2 separate regions of the Gossypium hirsutum genome follow, and region 1 is linked to region 2. A link is a contact called in public Hi-C data. All regions are on one chromosome and are shown on one strand. Each heading gives the region's core, a stretch centred on a gene start, on an enhancer-like site or on the middle of the called end of the contact. The rest is flanking DNA. Distances are from core to core; before and after follow the strand shown. Region 1 holds the start of LOC107948168 (ethylene-responsive transcription factor ERF023). Region 2 has its middle 3.7 kb from the start of LOC107948169.

What was found. A called contact is a pair of places that touch in the nucleus more often than the background predicts.
Region 1: a contact with region 2 is called in a Hi-C map of leaf, with 4 times the contacts expected there. The contact joins the promoter of LOC107948168 here to the enhancer-like site in region 2. A contact is called at or near these places in 5 of 34 Hi-C or Micro-C datasets (cotyledon, leaf and stem).

The regions. Positions count from the first base shown.
Region 1 is chrA12:81,607,778-81,611,223 of Gossypium_hirsutum_v2.1, reverse strand. LOC107948168 (ethylene-responsive transcription factor ERF023) reads right to left here and starts at 1,282. Exons shown (of 1, transcript XM_016882638.2): 1 at 459-1,282. The coding sequence starts at 1,194. The coding sequence ends at 640.
Region 2 is chrA12:81,546,330-81,549,990 of Gossypium_hirsutum_v2.1, reverse strand. No RefSeq gene overlaps it. Among protein-coding and RNA genes, the nearest start is that of LOC107948169, 3.7 kb to the right of the region's middle. Within about 2 kb of position 1,715, at least 3 of the 9 cell types and tissues checked have an H3K27ac peak or open chromatin away from gene starts, as enhancers often do. A contact at or near this core is called in leaf, where this site is marked.

The DNA.
Region 1 (3,446 bases), core at 33-2,532, 62 kb before region 2:
CTTCACTAATCTTATTAGAATTAAAAAAATTAAATATGCCATAAGTCTTTGTACTCTTTCTAAATTTAAATTTAGTCCTTATATTTTTATTTTCAAGAATTTGATCTTTCTACTTTTTTAAATTTCAAAATCTAGGTCTAATTGTTAAAACTGATAATTTTCTGTTAAATTTGTTGTTGGTGTGACAAGTTGAAATAAAAAAGCACTCACTAAAAAAAATGTGGTAATGAATATGAATTTAACAAAATAATTTTAGCATTGATAATAATTGAAATTTTAAAATCTAAAAAAAACAGAGAATATGAATTAAAAAAAAACAATTTTAAAAATGTTCATAATTGAAATTAAATTTTAAAATCCGAAAAAGCAAAGATATGAATTCTTAAAAATAATTAATCTTCAAACATAAACAAAGTTACCAGAAAATGTGAGAAAAAAAAAAAAGAGAGAGAGAAGGATGAATTAATTGATAAGCTTACCTTTGCTAAATCGACGTACCATAAGAACCACAAAACTTAAAAGCATATATATGGTATAATGCTTTGTAATAAGTACATAAACAGCAAAGAACACGAGGTTGTTGAAACATTAATGGCGGTTTTTTTTGTTTTTTACTACACAAAGTGGGATCCCTACACATCAAAGACATGCTAGGAAGTGTTGTTGTGTTTGGGTTTCTCCGTCAAGCCACGATAAATCGCCGGCGAAAGTCCATCCACAAGAATTCCATTGACAACCGCCGTTATTCATCAATTCCGGCAATTCTATTTCACCCCAGAAATCATCACTACCGTCTTCGGATGATTCTGGAATTTTCTTCGACGAAGATACTACTAAATGTGCCGCTTTCGAGGCGGCGGCTTGGATGTCACGAGCAGTGGACGTCAACGGTATGGGTAAATCGTCTACTTCGTCGGGGAAGTTCAGCTGAGCTTTACGTCCTCTCAAACAAAACGCCGCTACGTCGTAAGCTTTAGCGGCCATTTCCGGCACCGGGAATGAGCCTAACCAAATGCGTGACTTCTTGCGGGGCTCTCTAATCTCCGACACCCATTTGCCCCACCGTCGTTTACGAACGCCACGGTATACTGGATGCCGAGTTCCGCCGCCTCCTTTTGTGTCGTGTTTCATGGCCGATTCCAGTGAGGCGGTGGAGGCGTTTAAGTCATCCTCCGTATACGGTGGCTGTTCCATTACGTAAGAACCGTTTTATTGCAAGTGTTGAGACTAGCATTTATATTTGCAATTAAACGTTACAACGGTTGGTTGAAATTACGCAAATACCCATACAGGTCAATTGTCAAAACAAATAAAGCATCCTAACGTGAGAACATACAAAGCTCACGCGCCACTTGTTTTGCGTTAGGAGGATTGAGATAGCCATTGCTTTTGCCCTACGTTGGAAAATTTTAAAAATTTTAACTTTGATTTTCACTTTATGCAATTAAGGACGGATGTAAAAATGAATCATAAATATTTGAAAGTTAAAATGCAATTTTATCATCACATTAATTTGTAATTTCATAAATTTCTAAAGAGTTAAAAAGGAATATTTACCATATTAGGGCCAAGATAACCTTCTTATCTACCCCTAGCTCTCTAAATAACATTTTATTTTAAATTTAGATATATTTTGATTATCGGGTTAATCGTATTTTGTAATAGTTGATTCTTATTATGGTTATTTGTATATATTCATTGCGATTGCATTTGTAACTTCAGAAAATAAATTTGTAAACTAAATTAATAGATTTATTAATCTTTTAAAGGTTAAATTCTAGTTTTTATCTTTCTACGACACTCAAATTTGAGATATAATCTTTATACTTTTAATTTTATATGATTTTGGTCCGTTTTTATTTTTATAATTTCATTAGTTAGTCCAAATAATTAACATTCGAATAAAATATTGACATGAATTTTCATTTACAAACACTTATTTTAACTCATCATGATAACATAATAACATGGATATTTTTATGTTGGAAGGTGTGTTAATTCATATTATTATTTTAATTGAAATAATTAATAATTTTATTAACTAATAATATTATAAAAAATTAAGATAAATTAAAATAAATGAATTAACTTCTATAAAATTAAAAATTTCACTACTAATATAAAAACAAATTCATAATCTTATTTTTTAACGGAAAAAAGTAACTTTATTTTGTTTATTTATTAATTCAGTGTGGGTTTGGATAGACGTTTACCTCTAGTGCAGTGCGCTTAGTTTACTTTTTGTCTCATGCTATAGTATCGTTATAATATCTAATTTCACGCTACCGCTACTTTTACAGTAATCACAGGTAAACACACCGCCCATCTAAATCCACCCTTAAACTATTTTATTTTGAATAAGCGATAGATATTTGATAAAAAAGCACCTCCATGTTTTTAGTTAAAGACATTCAAACCAAAATGTTTTTAGAGCGTATCATTCTTACCCGGTTTTATCAATTTATTTTGTCGGTTCAATTCTAATTAAATAAATTATTAAAATTTTATAAAAATAAAAAAATTAGTTAAACCAACTTTTTTTTTTAATTCAGTTCAATTAATTTCAAATGATTTGCTCAAGAGCCAATGCAAAATAGGTTCAATTATTTGTTTGAATTGTTATACTATTTGATTTCCAATCCAACCAGTCTAGTTTCAGCTACTAATACTAAAGGATTCATTTTTTTTTTCCTTAGAGGCTTGTAATATCGAATGGTGTCGTTAAGTTCTAATTAAATCTGAAGTTGAATGAAACCTAAAAAATTGAATTTTTTTTTTAAGAGATTCCAACTAAAAACTTTACGTAAGAGATTTCAAAATCATTACAACTCAACTGATATACGTCAAGCAAAGGGTAGTGTTTATGGTGATGCACAGTGTTGTCTACTGTCTCCTACCAAGAGTGGTGGAGCATTAAGATTTTGACCTGAAAATGACCAAGTCACCCTCTCACAAAGTGAAAGTAGCTTCAAATTGGAAGGAAGGGATTAAGGATTTTGGAAAAAATAATAATATTATTTTGGCTTTTGCCTTTCGGTAGTGTAAGGTTGGGAATGGTTCACACATTCACATGGTGCAACCGGTAACACGAGATTTTTGTGACTTCACTTTTTCCTTTTTCTTTTTCAAGTGTTTTTCTCTTTTAATTCTTTAATTTGGTAGAGCTTTTATGGGTTATTTTATGTAAATTATGACATCTTATATTTGTTCGATAATTTTGTAAAACATTAAATTTATTAATTTTCAACAAAACCAAGACAAAATAACAAAAAGTTAAAATTATGGTAGACCATAAAGTTAAGACATGAGTTAAATAAAAAATTTAAATGTTTATTATAAATATTAACCGAACTCTAATTAGGAAATAAAAATATATTTAAATAATTAATTAGAATATCAAAATTTTTGAAGCAGTTTAAACAAGTTAAATGAGTGATACATATTCT
Region 2 (3,661 bases), core at 466-2,965:
ACCATTTTGGTCACTATCAACTTTAAAAATAAGCAAATTGGTCTCTCTCACAACAAAAATTACAAAATAATTCAAAATAATTTTCAAAAATTTAAAATATTTTTTAAGATTCAAAATATTTATAAAAATTTTATATTTTATATTTTAAAAAAATTATAAAAAATTTACTATATATATAAAAAAGTTAAAATTTAAAAAAAACTAAAATAATAATTTTGGGACCTAATTAATGATTCATATCATACTAAAGTATCTTATTATTACTATTTTGCTTTGAATTTTTTTCAAATATATATGATTTGAAATTTGTGTACTTTAACATGGAATTAGTTATACTGTAACAATATTTTTATTTGATATGTTTAATTTTTTTAAATTAACTCGAATAATATCAATCGATTTGACTCGACTCAAATTTCATTTCACTCGAATCAATTCAAAAATATTTCAAATTGAGTTACGATGATAAAATAGGACTTGTAAACTCAATTAACTAAAAAAAATTTCACTCGACTCGATTGAACGTTTACTCCTAATTTTTTTAGAGGGACCAATTTTCTCAACATCAAATTTCGTCTATTTTTACTGTTAAAAATTGATTTATGTACATCAGCATGAGGTACATGTAGCACATCTCGAATCACTGTTTGATTATTTCATTAGCTACTCAGTTTTTAACCATACAAATTGATGAAATTTTTAACAAAAAAGATTAATTTACTCTTTGATTTAACATATAAAAACTAATTTTACTATTTATTAAATAAAAATGACAAAATACAATCAAACTTTTAATAGAGAGGCCTCTATGATACTTTTAGATAAGAAAGTTATACTTTAGATGGATTTCATTGTCTTGACCCTATATATTTATTAATGTATACTCTCTTTCAATTATATAACTACTTTTAATTATAATTTCTTAATTTTATAACAAGTTACAACACATTTTAATTTTATGAATATTTACAACATATTTTATTACAAATTTTTTAATTTTATAAGATTTATGATGTACATTTGGTTTAGTTTTGTAAAATTTATTTAATTATGATGCCTTATTTAAAATTTTAAGACGAATTAAAATAGAATTGAGAAAGTTACTTATAAGTTTAAATCGAAGTTATGAACAAAATTATCAAATAATGTGTATAAATAAAATTCGATCGAGATTAAAATAAATATAAATCTATTCTATTGTCATAATCTGAACTTGAAAATTAAAAATTTGATCTATTTAATTGAAAATAAATATTAATTTATTCAGAGGGTGGAGTTATTATCGAGTACACGTTGCTATGGCTTTATCTGTCACGTTGTTGTCTGGAACACGTGGAAGACAAGGATCTGCACGTCACTCTATCAACTTGCAAGTTCCTTCAATCACGTGCCTTATTTTAAAGGAAAACTAAGAACATTGCCACGTGGCTGGAAAAGGAGAAGCCATGAAAATCCCCTGTTCATCATCAAATCAAGTTTCAAATGGGTAAGTTCAGTAAAATGTTCCCAAACTACAGTTTAGAGTATACACTGATCCCAATCTTTAAAATAGTCTTTAAAGTATCAGTTTTGTATTAATTAAGTCATTCTAATAGCACAGTCACCAATTTAGGTATTAATTTTTCATTTCAAATATGCCATTAGGCATAATTAAAACACATCTCCTCTTATGGAAGTGGATGGTCGAGAATGTGGCCATGTGGCAAATCTTGATTGGCCAACAATTGAGAAAGGAGAAGCCGTGGAAATCCCTCTTTCATCATTCAAATATTTTTAAGTGGCGGTATTCCATCAATCAACTTCTTCTATAAACATACTCATCAATTTAAGTATTAAATTTCAGTTAAATTTTGACATGAAAATACATAGATTAAATTGTAAACACACCTGCATTTCTTCTATAAACGTACTGGTGGCCACTACGGGCTTCCGACGGCCCTATGGCCTGACCCTGGGTTGCATTCAAAGAAAAAAAGGAGAAAGGAGAGATTTTTTCTTTTAAACGGAGAAGAAGTGATTTTTTCTGAAAATTTTGACTTATATAGGGTCTTGGTACGAATTCATTTTGGCCTGGCTTCAGAAGCCCCAAAATGGCGTTGTTTTGAAGTATGACCCAATGACCCGACTCGGACTCCCTTAAGATCCACGCGTTTTTAAAGGGGAGGGCTAATTATTGCTTTGACCTTTCCACTTTTTTTGTTATTTTTTAATTTTGTCCTACTACTTATTTTTTTCTTTTATTTTTGCTATTTTATTTTGTTTTTGTGCAATTTAATCCCTCGACCACTATGGACCCATTAAGGGAAGGACATGTGTAAATTTGGGTGAGATAATTACCTTTTGAGCCCTTATATATTATATCCTATTTTAATTTAATCCTTTTATGTCCTTTTCTTTATGATTTAGACTTTAAATTTTGTTATATTTTCGATTTAGCCTTTTATTTCCTTTTTTATTTATTTACCCACTTATTTATTTCTTTTTTTGCAATACATACCTTAAATGTGATTTAAATTTCAATTTAATCCCTCATTTATTTAATGTTGCCTCTTTATTTACTATATCTTTTATTTTAACATTCAAAATCCTTGTTATTTTTATTATTAATATGCCTTTTTATTTTATCCCTTTTATTATTATTATTATTATTATTATTATTATTATTATTATTATTATTATTATTATTATCATCATTCATATTAATATTATGGTAGTAATCATGACACAATATTGCTGTTATTACCATAAATTGGTGTTGTTACTTCCATTATATTTGCATTATTATTACTCACTAGCATAGCATTTTTTTATTTTATTTTATTTTATTTATTCATCTATCATGTTAATATCATCATTTTTACTCGCAACTATGTTACTTCATTTTGCCAATCGCCATGTCATCTTGTTAAAATATATTTATCCATTTTTACACTACGCTCAAATAAACTAAATGAATATCGTTTTAAAAGTCACATTCATTTTATCTAACGTATGGAAAACATTTAGAACCGAGGCAATGTTCGTTATTTTTGGGATTTGAGGAAGTTGTGCTCCTAACTTACGGAGTATGGCATCTTCCTAGAACTGAAGTAATCAAATAACCTACTTAAAATAACAAAAAAAAGGAAGATTTAGGTAACAATCAAATGACGATTATTCTGGTTTTCAAGAATTTAAGGGATCGTGTCCTAACTTACGAGGTATGATATTTCTTTCTCGATTAATTCGAAATAAGGCCCTTTTCCATAAAATTTAATTTAGTTGAGTGATATCTTAATCAAATAACATTATGCAAAGAGGGATTGTGTTTTAAATTCTCTTCAAATTTTTAATTCTCGACACTAAGACATCAATTAATCAACTAGGTACCAATTTTGGGCGTTACGAGGGTGCTAATAATTCTTTATGCGTAATTGACTCTCGAACCTATTCCCTGGATTTTGTAGACCAGAAATCATTATTTTAGTAAATCTAAACTTTTATTAAAATGATCAAATTACGAGGTGATCTGATCACACCTAATAAAAAGGATTGGTGGCGACTCCATTTTCATCTTTAAAATAAAAAGTCGATCTAAAAAAAGGGTTTTGATGATAGGTTTCATAGAATTTGAATAACAACACAAATTTCGAAATTGATTTGAATTGAAATTCAATTTTAT